Regions from separate parts of the Mus musculus genome. Here region 2 is linked to region 1. Evidence: chromatin contacts called from public Hi-C data. All regions are on one chromosome and are shown on one strand. The core of a region is the stretch at or near the end of the contact, and the rest is flanking DNA. Distances in the headings are between cores, read along the strand shown. Region 1 overlaps Gmds (GDP-mannose 4, 6-dehydratase). Region 2 has its middle 60 kb from the start of Gmds.

What was found. A called contact is a pair of places that touch in the nucleus more often than the background predicts.
Region 2: a Hi-C map of the C2C12 cell line shows a contact between it and region 1, with 1.6 times the contacts expected there. The contact joins two enhancer-like sites. A contact is called at or near these places in 3 of 484 Hi-C or Micro-C datasets (3T3-L1-derived adipocytes, the C2C12 cell line and nephron progenitors) and 1 of 115 datasets of contacts at active chromatin or transcription factors (pancreatic cancer cells).

The regions. Positions count from the first base shown.
Region 1 is chr13:32,263,196-32,270,045 of GRCm38.p6, forward strand. All of the region lies in intron 1 of Gmds (GDP-mannose 4, 6-dehydratase), which reads right to left. Among named protein-coding and RNA genes, the nearest start is that of Gm52055, 32 kb to the left of the region's middle. Within about 2 kb of position 4,191, at least 37 of the 459 cell types and tissues checked have an H3K27ac peak or open chromatin away from gene starts, as enhancers often do. A contact at or near this core is called in the C2C12 cell line, where this site is marked.
Region 2 is chr13:32,394,986-32,401,835 of GRCm38.p6, forward strand. No RefSeq gene overlaps it. Among named protein-coding and RNA genes, the nearest start is that of Gmds, 60 kb to the left of the region's middle. Within about 2 kb of position 3,861, at least 19 of the 459 cell types and tissues checked have an H3K27ac peak or open chromatin away from gene starts, as enhancers often do. A contact at or near this core is called in the C2C12 cell line, where this site is marked.

The sequences.
Region 1 (6,850 bases), core at 2,941-5,440:
CTGTAAAGTATTTAAGAGGACAGAATTAGTAACTCCCAAATACTTACGAGAAGTTATGTAATCTGAGTAGCATCTTGTAGCCAATAGGAAAAACTAGATTATTCAACAAATGACACTGAAAATGTATTTTTATAAATATAACAAGTTCATTCTTCACATCAAAATAAATCTCAGATGCAATGCAAATTTTGAAATTCTATCAATGGCTAGAGAAATGTCTCAGCAGTTAAGAGCACTCGCTGTTCTAGAGGACGGGGTTTGGTTCCCAGCACCCACATCAGGTGGCTCACAACTGCCTGTATCCAACTCCAGGGCATCTTACTCCCCCTCTGGCCACCCCTGTCACCTGTACACATGTAACAAACTCACTCAGACACGTACACATAAATAAAAATAAAAACTCTTTTTACAAGAAAAATACTTAAGATACTAGAAACAAACTGATGCATGAACTAATAACCACAAAGCAGAGAATATTTTAATCAGGTCTCAAAATCCAGATATCAAGAAAGAAAAAGAGTGACAGAACAACTAAAAATGTCTGTACAGTCAAAAGCAAACAAGAGATGCCCAAAAACTAAGTTTTTTTTTTACAAATGGACACAGTTTAATGACTATTTTTATCTATATGATACACATATAAAACCAGTATTTGTTTAATCAAGCAATAGTTACATGCAAAATTCTTTTTGTTTTAATTCATTAAAACATTCCAGCCATGAATAACTTTTTTAAAGCAAGACACAATTAGGAAAATTACTGTCCACCTAAACAAGAAGCATATCACCAAAAAAAATAAACAAGGCAGATGGCAGTTACAATTATAGCTTATATAGAAGCTTATACAGAAACGGACTTATAAATAGATTTAAAGATCTAAGTTCTACTTAAAATGAAACAAATATAAATGAAAATGAGAGCTTACTGTTCACCCAATGACAAAAAGCTTTTTGGTGGTTTTTTGTTTTGTTTTGTTTGTTTTGCTATAGAAACCCATTGTAAGGTAAAGTTGACAAAAGGAACCTCCCTCTGCTGACAGTAAGGAGAGATGCGAAATAGTTTTGCATGTAAAATAACCCAAGCAGATCTTGAACCCACAGCCTGTTTTCACCCCCTATGTGCTAGGATCACAGGCATGTACCATCCCACCTCAGTTCATGAAAGAGATTTTCAATTTGTATCTATTTGGTCTTATACTTTTATGTAAAATATAAGAAAATGTATTAAGGTGACTTTTAATGTTCACATGCATAAGTATCTCTAATTATGTTTCCCAGCTGTGTATATAATCCCAAGCCACAACCATATTCTTAAATTTTTAATTATAAGATTTTGATGTTTCATGGTAGGCTTTATACACAAATGTAGAAAAAGAGTAGTGAGAAAAAAATTAGGAAAACAATGTTAAGCTGTTGGCCCAGTAAACATTTTTATGGAACTAAAAGGAAAATAGCTTGTGAATACATAAAATAATTCTACTTGGGGATTCTTTTACCTCCAAAATTCTACTCAGTATCAAAATAACATACTAAATTCTTTTCTATTCAGATTGTTGTTAATAATTTATGCTTATACACAAAAATTAGCATTTAAAAGGCACTCATATTCAAAATTAAATTAAGATAATGGGAAGTGGTTAAGATCTCTAATTCAGATGTTGGCACATAAATTAGGGAAGAAAGGCAATGACCACAAATATGCACCAACGCTTTTCCAACTCAAATTCAGTAAAAGATTTTTCCACCTTAGCTTATAGCACTTGCTTCCAGACAGTCAATGTCTGTGCCACCCAAAACTTTTACTATTAGCTTCACTTTTCAGAGTGTGAGAACATTAGTTATACCAATATCCATGCATAAAACACAGCTACATAAATGACCAAGGTAAAGCTGGATGCTTTTCAAAGCATTTACCATCGAGGACCGAGCTTCTGACTTAGCACAATGCTCTGCTCTGCTCTATCTGGCTATAGGTAAGTTCAGTAAAAGCCTCTAACTGAGGAGAACAACTACAACCACTAAGATTCATCTTAGACTAGTATATTAAAAAACTTAACCACATGAAATCCCCACAGTTCAAAAACATATTTCATATAGACAGAGCTAAAAGTTGTAGGAATGACAGGTAATCAAACATTACACAAGACGTCCTCATTTTTGACTTATACTGCATACAGTCATACTTTTTCATTTCTTCCTTTATGTGCATGGGTGTGCCACATGTGTGTGGTACCTGCAGAAGTCAGAAGACAATCCTAGTCAAGGTTAACCAAGGTAAGCCTCTTCTGTGAAGGATGCTTTCCTTCCTCTCACGCATAAGCTCTGGAAAGGGGGCAACAAAGAAAGATGCTAACTTCTTTCAATGAGCCTTTGCATACCCAATGCCACACAGCACAGCATTATCACAATAAGGATGTCTGTTCTTACTAATCAATTGTCGATTACTTACTGCAATGGTTCTCAACCTTTCTTATGTTGTGACCCTTTAATACAGTTTCTTATGTTGTGGTTACCCACAATCATAAAACTATTTCATTGATACTTTATAACTGTAACTTTGCTACTATTATGAATACCAATGTAAATACCCCTTTTACCAATGGTCTGAGATGAACTGTGTAAAAGGGTCATTTGACCCCTGAGGGGTCACAATCACTGGTTTAAGAACCACTGACCAACAGCCAAGTTTCTCTTTCCTTCTTTATTGTTTTCCGTTAACTATATTTAATAGACAAAATACCGCAGGAACTGACTTGCCAAAAGGACACTTATTTTTTTTTTCTTCAGAATCAATAGATAACAAAGGAATCAAAAAGCTAAGCAGTTTTCAAAACCTAAGTGGATCCATAGCCTGACATGAAAGGTAATTACCAATTTGGTGGATGTCTTTGGACGCTGGACCTTATGACCAAATTTTTTTGATCTGTCTCACAAATTCATTCTCTTTCCTCCCCCTTTCTCCCTCCCTCCCCTCCCTCCCCTCCCTCCCTCCCTCCCCTCCCTCCCTCCCTCCCCTCCCTCCCTCCCTCCCTCCCTCCCTTTCTCCCACAGGTATGTTCTCAGCAAACAAATGAAAATCTAATGAAGATGCACTCTACACAGTCATAGCCCTGCACATGATCAGTGAATAAGAAGTGAGACGAGCTAGTAAACAAATGAGATTCAAAGCAAAAGCAGTCACTTACTTTAACAAGAAACTTAAAACTGACTTTTAAATTTTAGCCATAGAATGTTTTTTGGTAAACATGAAAATAAGATGCATTAGTACTTCAGTTTTATTTTAAAGTTCAGTATTTTAGATTTTTATTATTTCGCCTATAAATTTTCTTTAGATTGCAGCATCACTGAGAACAAATACTATGAGTAGAATTTATCACTATTAATATGAAAATATATAGATATTATTTGGGATAAATACTATTTTTTTCTCTCGGCTTGAGAGCTTTTCGATTTCTTCTCAATATTTTTTATTTTCTTTACACACACTAAATAGCCCATGCTTCCTTCAATATCTTGTTAAAATAAAAAGTCAATCAGGATTTTACATAAAAGAGACAAATGCCATGGATTTTCTCTACTAATGTTATAGAAAATAAAGAGAGACCACCAAATGTCTATCAAGAAAAATACATGCAAGAACCAGTCAGACTGCTTCACTCCAGCTATGCAAATAATAAACTTTTGCCCTTTCCACTGCAAGGTAGTTCCGCTGTGGTGAAGGCTGCTGCGAGACTAGCAGACACACTAAACCTCCACTGGCAACCACAGGACAGCTCCTTTACAATGTCAATACTTTCTAGAGCACAGGACCAGGCTCGAACAGAGATTCTGTGTCTCCCTGGCTCTCAGGAGATATTGTTCATCTACTAGACAGCAAGGTCTAGAAAACACTCTTCAAAAACATGCAAATGTTTTCAGATTCCTTGACTTGATGAGTATGGCCATGGTGCTGTAATTTCTAGGGTAGAATAAAAACTACCAGATTCAGATGCATTCTATATGATCCTAGACATAAGCAAGCAGTCAGAAATCTATAGCTCATCTCAGTGACCAGTGGCAGCTATTCTGCTGACCTGTATATAAAAGATTATCTCACTTGTGGCTAATCCATCAGCATGCAGATGCTGCCTCCACCGTCCAGGAATGCCAGTACTAATCATGGCATGTGAGTAAACATTTTTGCTGCCAAAAGGAAAATCTACACAGAGAGAAAAGAGCTGCCAAAGAAATTAGGGCTTTGGTAATTATGAAACCACAAGGCACTAGGATTCTTACATCAGTCAGAGATGAATGAGAACACTTGCAAAAGTATTTCACCATTAGTCTGATTTGTGAAAGAAAGCCACAGGAAAAACAACAGGAATTTTTAAATTCCTTTATTACCCAATACAATTATATGTTTCAGCCTAAACTAATGCTGGCAGTGCTCCACGGGATTCTTTCATTCCTCAAGGGTAAAATGAGAAGCAGAACAAATATGGGCAGTCTATGTTAGCCTTTCCCTGTGTATCTTAGAGAGACATCTCTGTTTGGAAATGGGTATTAAAACCTGCCTGCTGATACAGTTTTGATTCACTATTGTCACAAAGATAGTGGCTGAAACAAAAACAAACCTCAGGTCCCCAAAACCACATCAATATCTCTCTCCTTATGAAAGCACCATTCTTTCATGTTCAACTCCCACAGTGCCCTTTTCATCACCTTCCTGCTTCCAACTTCTATTTTCCCTTCATATGTTAGCTATGTAACACACACACACACACACACACACACACACAGACACACACACACCAGTCACCAAAATTCCAACTCAGTTTACATCTAACTCCCCCGTCAGACAGGTAATGGTTCTTTAATTTAGAATAAGAAAACACTTTCTGGAAAATGGTAAAATTATAATGCAAAAGTAAAATATAAGTATGTCCTGTGATATTTAGTTTCACCTGAAAAATGAAAAAAAAGAAAAAGAAAAACGTCAACCAAAATTTCCCAATAACTCAAACAACTACCATCTAGACGTCAAAATAAAATGGTGTACCTCTCAATTATATGAATGTGACAATATCCAGAAAACCATAGTACAGGAACTTCCAAATCTCAGTAAGAGGCATGAATGCAAACTGTTTGCATAGCATAAACTGCTCAGGAAACTCGGGGACCATTTGATTACCACTAAGTTGTCATGGCTCCCCTCAGTGTTAGGGGAGAAGCTTGATAAATTCTGTGACTAATAGCTCTCACTCCTGCAACCTTCACACAGGCCTCCTTTGCTCAAGTCAACACACCCAGCCAGGCTACAGCTTTTTCTTTCTCGGCTGGCATAAATGAGGTGTCTAATTAACTCATTCCTGACAGGATCAGAGATGAGGACAATTAGAGCCTTTAGCTACTCTTCACAAACGTGCCTGCTTACACTGGGAATCATGAAACTTAGTCTTTTAAGAGGACAGAGATCACAGAAAGAAGAAAGGAAGGAAGAAGGAACAATTACGAGCTATAAGAGACAAAAGATTCAAATGAGGTCTGACACCTTCTCCTACCATATTCTTTTATACAATTTAATTCTACAAAAAAAAAATTTTTTTTAAATCACAGAGAAAAAGTACCAAAAATGTAATTCAGTTGCAGCTACTGGAATAATCATATGAAGAACTTAACATAGCACTGGCCAAACTCAGACTGCAAAATCAAAAAAAAAAAAAAATTACAAATAACTTCTCCAAATATACACTTCTGTTAATCATGTAATCTGAATTTTTAAAGAAGTCTTTCTTTGAAACATTTTAAATTAATATTTGTCAAAAGTATTATGCTAAATTCATTTTGAAGAATGACTGTCATTTAGTTCTACATATGTGTTAACCTCACTGATGAAACATGGCCACAAAGTGATGTGAAAAGCAGCACCAGCAAGACCTCCATATATGGCAGGAGGTGGATTCCCAAGGAAGCTTCAAAGTAGTTTGGGGGTTGGTTGGTTGATTGGTTGGTTGGTTTTGGATTTTTTTTTCCTCTTAGGATACCCTTGAGAATCTGGAAACACAACTTCAACTGTTGCTCTCCATCACACCCCTCAGACCAAGTTCTAGGATAGAAGGAGAACTCGTACTGGAGACACAAAACAAGATCTTTATCATTCCATAGAAAAACCAAACACTCCTGTCTTGGGCAGAGTTACCATTTCCTAAAGTGTCCCTGAAATAAAAATAAGAGCTAAAAGGTTGGCTTCAGAGGACTTCCTGACTATGACTCAGGCTGCTAAAAGTCAGAATAAAAGGAGAGAAAGCCAAAACCTCATCCAAGCAAGTCACTAACTACAGGAGTGGCTGTCAGTAAACTCAAAAACAAGATCTGCAACAGATAAATGACAATACAGCTAATTCACTCAAAAAAAAAAAATCTGGCTCTGTGCGTGTTTTATACCATGATATGTTCACCAAGAAAAATAATATTCTGCCAAGGAACATCTTAATAACACAGGAAATTGTCTATGCCTGATAAGGTCACTGTGTTCATAAACAAAATCTCTTGAGACTAAACTGGCTCCTGAGCAATGCAAGGATATACATTTAAGAAATATAAACAATTCAGTCAATTTTCTAAGGAACAGAAAGACTACCTGACCACGGTGTGACTACTCGAGGTCCAGGCCTGTGTATGCCCCCAACTGCATGTCTCTGGAATCCTAAATCAGCCACAGCATAGGAGGCCACTTTTGCATTAGTGGAAAGGTACTGACTTGGCAAGTTCATTGGTTTTTAAACTCTCCTCCCATGGCACTAGGGTGCCATAAATCAAGACTGTGGTTTTCTATAGCTAGAATCAAACAGTAGGTATCTGTCCTCAGTGTT
Region 2 (6,850 bases), core at 2,611-5,110, 130 kb after region 1:
GTGTGTGTGTGTGTGTGTGTGTGTGTGTGTGTGTGTGTTACTGAAGGCTGAGGAACAAACACAGAAGAGATTTCTAAGAGAAAAATGAAGTATATGAGACAGTGATGGTTCCACAGTGTTGAGCATTTGCCAAAAGTCACTGAGAGCATACACATTTCATTGCATGCAAGTTACAATTTGATAACATTCTTTTATGAGCACCTTAGACTTTAGAACCACTGGGGATCTGGCACTGGGTGGAGATCTCTTTGTTTTAGCTCTTAAAAGGTCTCCACACATTATTTTCATGAATAATCTTTAGCACATCCCTTAAAAATTGTCAGCCATGGCAATGTATGCCACCTTCTGGGGAAGGTGAGACAGGGTGATTGTTGCTCAGGGCTTTGAGACGATCCTGGAAAGCAGAGTGAAAAATGCCACAAACAAACAAACAAAAAACAAAATCATGCATACAGTATGAGTGATGGCTATTCTTGGTTGTCAACTTCACCACATCTAACTCAGATCTTTGAGGTAGGGAAACACACTTTAAATCCAGATCTTTTGAGATAGAAAAAGACGCACCCGTAATCCGGATCTTGAGGAGAGAAGACACACCTTTGTTGGAAATCTTTAATCCAGATCTAACCTGGCCAAACCTTCTGATGACATCATATATAAGGAGCTATAAGAAGGAAGATTTTGCTCTTTACCTGCTTGCTCTCATCTTGCTAACAAGTTCTTTCCTTCACTAGCATTAGAGCCTACTTCTTCAGAGTTCCAGTAAATACTGAAGACCAGCTGAGACATCCAGCCTTGTGGACTGAGCAATTACTAGATTCTTGGATTTTTTTTTTCATAGCCAACCATTGTTCCAGCTAGACTGAAGCCTGTATGTAAGTCATTCTTATAAATCCCATGTGAGTGTGTGTATGTGCCTGTGTTTTCCCATCTCAAAGATCTGGGTTAGATGTAGTCTCTCTCTCTCTCTCTCTCTCTCTCTCTCTCTCTCTCTCTCTCACACACACACACACACACACACACACACGTAGAGAGAAAGAGAGGAATCTCTCTATAAGTTTCGTTACTTTAGAGAACCCTGACTAATACAGTGAGTGTGTCATTTGCAGAAGTGGGACAGAAACAACTGGACATGTAAAACTTTTAAATGGGAAAATAATCAGGTATAGACTGTATAATAACCATAGGCACAGGTCTTTATTTTTAAAATTATTTATTTATTTTCATTTTATGCACACTGATGATTTGACTACATGTTTGTCTGTATGAGGGTGTCATATCCCCTGGAACAGGGGTTACAGATAGTGGTAAGCTGCCATGTGGGTGCTAGAACTGAACCTGGATCTTTTGGAAGAGCAGCTAGTGCTCTTGTCATCTCTCCAGCCCCTAGGTGTAGCCTCCCCTCCCCAGCCTGAAACCTGCTTGCTCAGGTTTCACTGTTTACATCTGGGTGGAACTTGCCACTCAATCATTCTGCCATGCCCACTGCTGGAGCCTACCGCTTTGCTATTCCAGAGTCATACATGTGGTCACCCTGCTACTGGACTCCAGGATTATTTAGTGGGAATCGGGCCCCTTCCCCTCCTTCATAACTGCTTGTCGGGATAATAAAATTGAGCTTTGATCAGAATGACTGTCTTAGCTACATCTTCCTCTCAAACCTCCTAGCCCGTCTTCTCTTCCAGGTTCACAGACATGTGAGCCGCTGGCCGGACACAACATCTAGGCATAGGCTTTTTATTTTATTTTGTTTTGGTTTTTTTTTTTTTTTTTTTTTCGAGACAGGGTTTCTCTGTATATCCCTGGCTGTCCTGAAACTTACTTTGTAGGCCAGGCTGGCCTCGAACTCAGAAATCCTCCTGCCTCTGCCTCCCAAATGCTGGGATTAAAGGTGTGTGCCACCACACCCGGCTCAGGCATAGGCTTTTAAAAGGAGAATTACCAATGCAGAGAAATGAAACCCATAAAAAGTGACCAAGTAAACATTACAAGAAGCACCAAAATAGAACAAGAAATGTCAAGTGTGCATGTAGTACCCAGATATACACAATGCAAAACACCCATACACATACTTTTAAAAAATATTAATAAAAGACAATTGACTAGCAGTTGGGTGACAGGAGAAAGTGCTTGATGATATTAATAGGAGGGATATTAGAAACACTAGAAATGAGGATGAGGGAATTTTGGCTAGAAGTAGACTAGAGGGAGGACTACCATACAACAGAGGACAGTCCCATTTCCCGGGAGGCTGAGGCTCAGGTGCCCTGCAAATCAGGCCAGATTGTTCTTTTGGAGGAAAAAAAAAATCAAAAAAGAATGAGGGTTTGGGGCTACAACATAGGGTGTTTTGGGTGATGGTCCTCTTAGCCAAACAGCTGCCATGTTTTGGATTTCTGATGCATCCTTTGCAAAATGATTACCCTATCTGGGATTGTTAATTGTTACCATCCAGTAATGGAGGAATGGAGAGGGTTGCCAGATCTTTACCAAAGCAACTGGTCTCTTCCTACCTACCACCTGTTGTAAGCAACACAACTCTTCCTTATTTATATGAATCTTAGGGAGGGGTTAAATTTATTGGTGGGGTTGGGGGTAACTAAAAGCTAGAGGCAACATCTATGCCTCTATATGTCCTGATCCCTATTTGGTAAAGGCTTTTTAGGTGGGATCCATTGGCATGTGTGCAGTGGTGGTAGAATCTACATTCCTGTACGTAGCACTTCATTTGTGCCTTGTAAGGGAGTCCAAAAAGCCACTTGGTTCTTCAGAGTGAACTTCAGTGGAATTGTGCCCTGGCTTGTTATTGAAACCTTAGGAGAAGGGGTAGATATTAATTACATCTCCCCCTGGGAGGGAAGTTGTAGGCTTAGAATTTTTTAAAACCCATGTTATTTAGGGTTCTAGAATGCTTCAACCTCCCTTCTAGCCCACCATACCAATGCAAGAGCATCATCATTGAAGACCAGCAAAGCATTGCAAGGGGAACCAATGCAAGAGCATAGCTCACTGTCTGTTGGATTCTACTTATACTCTTTCCAAACATCACACATCCTCTCAAGGGGCTGCCACAGCAAAATATCCTCTCATAAGACAGCTTCCAAAAAATATCACATGACACAACTGGGTCTCCAAAAAAAAATCCTCAGGAATTTCTACTTCAGGAAGTTTAGCAAAATAGGACAAGATGACCTGCTAAAGTGACCTTGGGCATTAAACATGGATAGGATAGATACAGAAGGAAAAAGAAATGGGCTGAGGGTTGGGGAATCATGGGAGATATAGGCTATGAAAACAAACAGGCCTGTTTGTTGGCTTTAAAATGGGCGAGATTCTCTTGTGTTCCTTCTCTGTCCCTTGAAGAGGTCTTCTGAATGTAGCAATTCTGTTCTTTCCCCCAACTCTTTCTCTGGACACATGGATTACAGATTTTTTTCCAGTCCAGTGACTGTGCTTCTCAGGAAGAGTCTAGACAAATCTAGATCTGGTCACTCCTCTTCAAATTGTTGTAGGGCTCCGGCTGTGCATACTGCCTTTGCCCCTGTGCAGCTCTTGCCGATGTCCTCTGTGCTACTTGGAGTCTGTGTGAAAATTCAGTGTGTACTTCAGGTCCATCAGATTTTTGGCGTGCAGAATGCTATTTAGGTATAATTTAGTTTCTCTTCTACAGTCTCACAGGGTTTTGTTTATCAGATATCCACATTCCACTTTGTCTGAGTTTCCCAAAAATGAGGTACACAGATGGTCTTGGGCTTCTGAGCTTCAGTGAGAGGTCTTTTTGAAATGATGTCTTGTGCCTGCTCTGTCAGTTGCCAGTGCTGTGCACCGAGTGCCAAGGAGAGTGTGGGGTAGGAGCAGGATATTTGTGGTTTCTCTTTCTGCTATTGCTGCTGCTGCTCTGGGAATGGCCTTTCCCCCCAGCTGTTCTGAGTGTCTGTTCCTTTTCTGAGAGCTATTTTTTTTCAGCTTTCTCAAAATGATTCCCTACAGACTCTAACTGACTGTCTTAGTCAGGATTTCTATTTCTGCACAAACATCATGACTAAGAAGCAAGTTGGGGAGGAAAGGGTTTATTCAGCTTACACTTCCATACTGCTGTTGATCACCAAAGGAAGTCAGGACTGGAACTCAAGCAGGTCAGGAAGCAGGAGCTGATGCAGAGGCCATAGAGGGATGTTACTTACTGGCTTGTTTCCCCTGGCTTGCTCAGCCTGCTCTCTTATAGAACCCAAGACTACCAGCCCAGAGATGGTCCCACCCACAAGGGGCCTTTCCCCCTTGATCACTAATTGAGAAAATGCCTTATAGTTGGACCTCATGGAGGCATTTCCTCAACTGAAGCTCCTTTCTCTGTGATAACTCCAGCTGTGTCAAGTTGACACAAAACTAGCCAGTACACTGACCTTGTCTTGGTGTCAGCACCATGTCTTCTTACAGTCCCAGGCTGCATATTTCTTTGGAAGAAGTTATCATGTTAAGGATGGGAGGATTCAGATCTCGGTAAGACAGGGTGAAGGCTCTGTATGTGTCCATTCATGAAAAGTCTGTTTCAGGCTTTCCTTAAAGCACAATTTAAACACCTTGTTATTTAAAGAGTTTATGTCTAGGTATGTCCAGGCCTTAGATGGTTTCAAATTTTGTCAGGACAGCAGTAAATGGAAAGTGAGTTGCAGAGCTGAGGGCCTGCCCAGGCTACTGGAGTGAGGAGGATGAAAATGGTGGAACATGTCAGACACATTTGACACAGAAAACACACACACACATACACACACACACACACACACACACACACACACACACGAACAAATATACACCTCCCAAGGGTTGAATTCAAAAGTAAAAGCAGGGATAAGAGTAAATACTGTTACATAGGGAATTGGATTAACATAACTAAAATTTTTAAAAGATTTATTTATTTTATGTATAGGAGTACACTGTCACTGTCTTCAGACACACCATAAGAGGGCATCAGATCCCATTACAGGTGGTTGTCAGCAACCATGTGGTTGTTGGAAATTGAACTCAGGACCTCTGCAAGACCAATCAGTGCTTGTAAAACCCCTGAGCCATCTCTCCAGCCCTAAAATAACTAATTTTAAAGATAATCTTTTATATATCTGAGCCTTATGAATCTCTACCTAATTTTTACTTAATAGCATTTTAAAAAATAGAGCAAATAAACACGGATGCAGGGGATGTGGGTAGTACACACCCGGAGTGAACACTCTGGTGCGTGATCACTCAGGCATGATAAAACAAATGTTGTCATTAAATAATTTTTTATTTAGTATACCTTGGTTTTATAGGAGAAATTAATTTGCATCCATTGTGAAATAAAATAGGTTTCTACTTTTTGTGACACAGTCATTGCCTCCCCCCGCCCCCATTTGCCTAATCAACATGGCAAAACTCTCCTCACTTCAGTTCAGTAGCTTGGGCAAGGTCTTAGCTGTGCATTTTTTCATTTTACATTTTCACAGACCAATGTCAGCTTTCTGATCTGTGGTTAGCACAGCGATTCTTCTATATTGCTATTGCTGTGGTAAAACGTATACAATAAAAGTATGCCAGTTAAACAATTTTAAATGTGTAATTCAGTAGAATTGAGCAGATTTACAATGCTGGTTACTTCTGCGGTTCTGACAACATTAAATCTTTCTGTCTATGAACAGGGAGGTCCTTCTGTGTATTTCTCTTTTATTAGTGTTCTGTGGGTTTTAGTATAGCAGTTTCCTACTGCTGTGACTAATTTCCAACTTTTTAATTCTTTTAGATGCTGTTATAAACAGAGTCATTTTCTTGATTTCCTTTTCAGATTGTTCATTGTCAATGTTCCTAAATGCAGCACATTTTGGTGTGTTAATTTTTATATTCTATAACGGCTTAATTCATTCATTCTCTTAGAATTATTTTAAAGCAAATTTTATATCTACTGTGTACTGGCTAGTTTTGTGTCAACTTGACACAGCTGGGGTTATCACAGAGAAAGGAGCTTCAGTTGAGGAAATGCCTCCATGAGGTCCAACTGTAAGGCATTTTCTCAATTAGTGATCAAGGGGGAAAGGCCCCTTGTGGGTGGGACCATCTCTGGGCTGGTAGTCTTGGGTTCTATAAGAGAGCAGGCTGAGCAAGCCAGAGGAGGCAAGCTAGTAAGGAATATCCCTCCATGGCCTCTGCATCAGTTCCTGCTTCCTGACCTGCCTGAGTTCCAGTCCTGACTTCCTTTGGTGATGAACAGCAGCATGGAAGTGAAAACCGAATAAACCCTTTCCTCCCCAACTTGCTTCTTGGTCATGATATTTGTGCAGGAATAGAGACCCTGACTAAGACATACTGCACACTCATACACTTGTGTGTATATGTGTGTGCATGTGTGTGTATGTGTGTGTGCATGTGTGTGTATTGTGTATGTGTGTATGTGTGTATGCATGTGTGTATATGTGTGTGCATGTGTGTGCATATGTGTGTATGTGTGTTTGTGTGTGTGTATGTATATAAGTGTGTGTATGTGTGTGTACACATATGCTTTGGGACATTGACTAACTGTGGCATGCATGTGGAATTCAGCAGACAGCATGCAGGAGTCAGTTCTCTCCTTCCACCACGTGGACTCTGGCATCAAGCTCCTGCTGTCAGGCTTGCCAGCAAACACCTTTATAAACTAAGCTATCACACTGGCTTTTTTTGTATGTGTGTGTAATCTTTGGAGATTTTTCATTAAAAATGTATATGTAGCATTTATTAAAAATGATTATATAAAGGCCACAATGATAGTCTTATAATAAAATTTTGAGACAGAGAGAGGGGGCAGAGAGAGAAAACAAGAGGGGGTATTATATTACGTGGATTA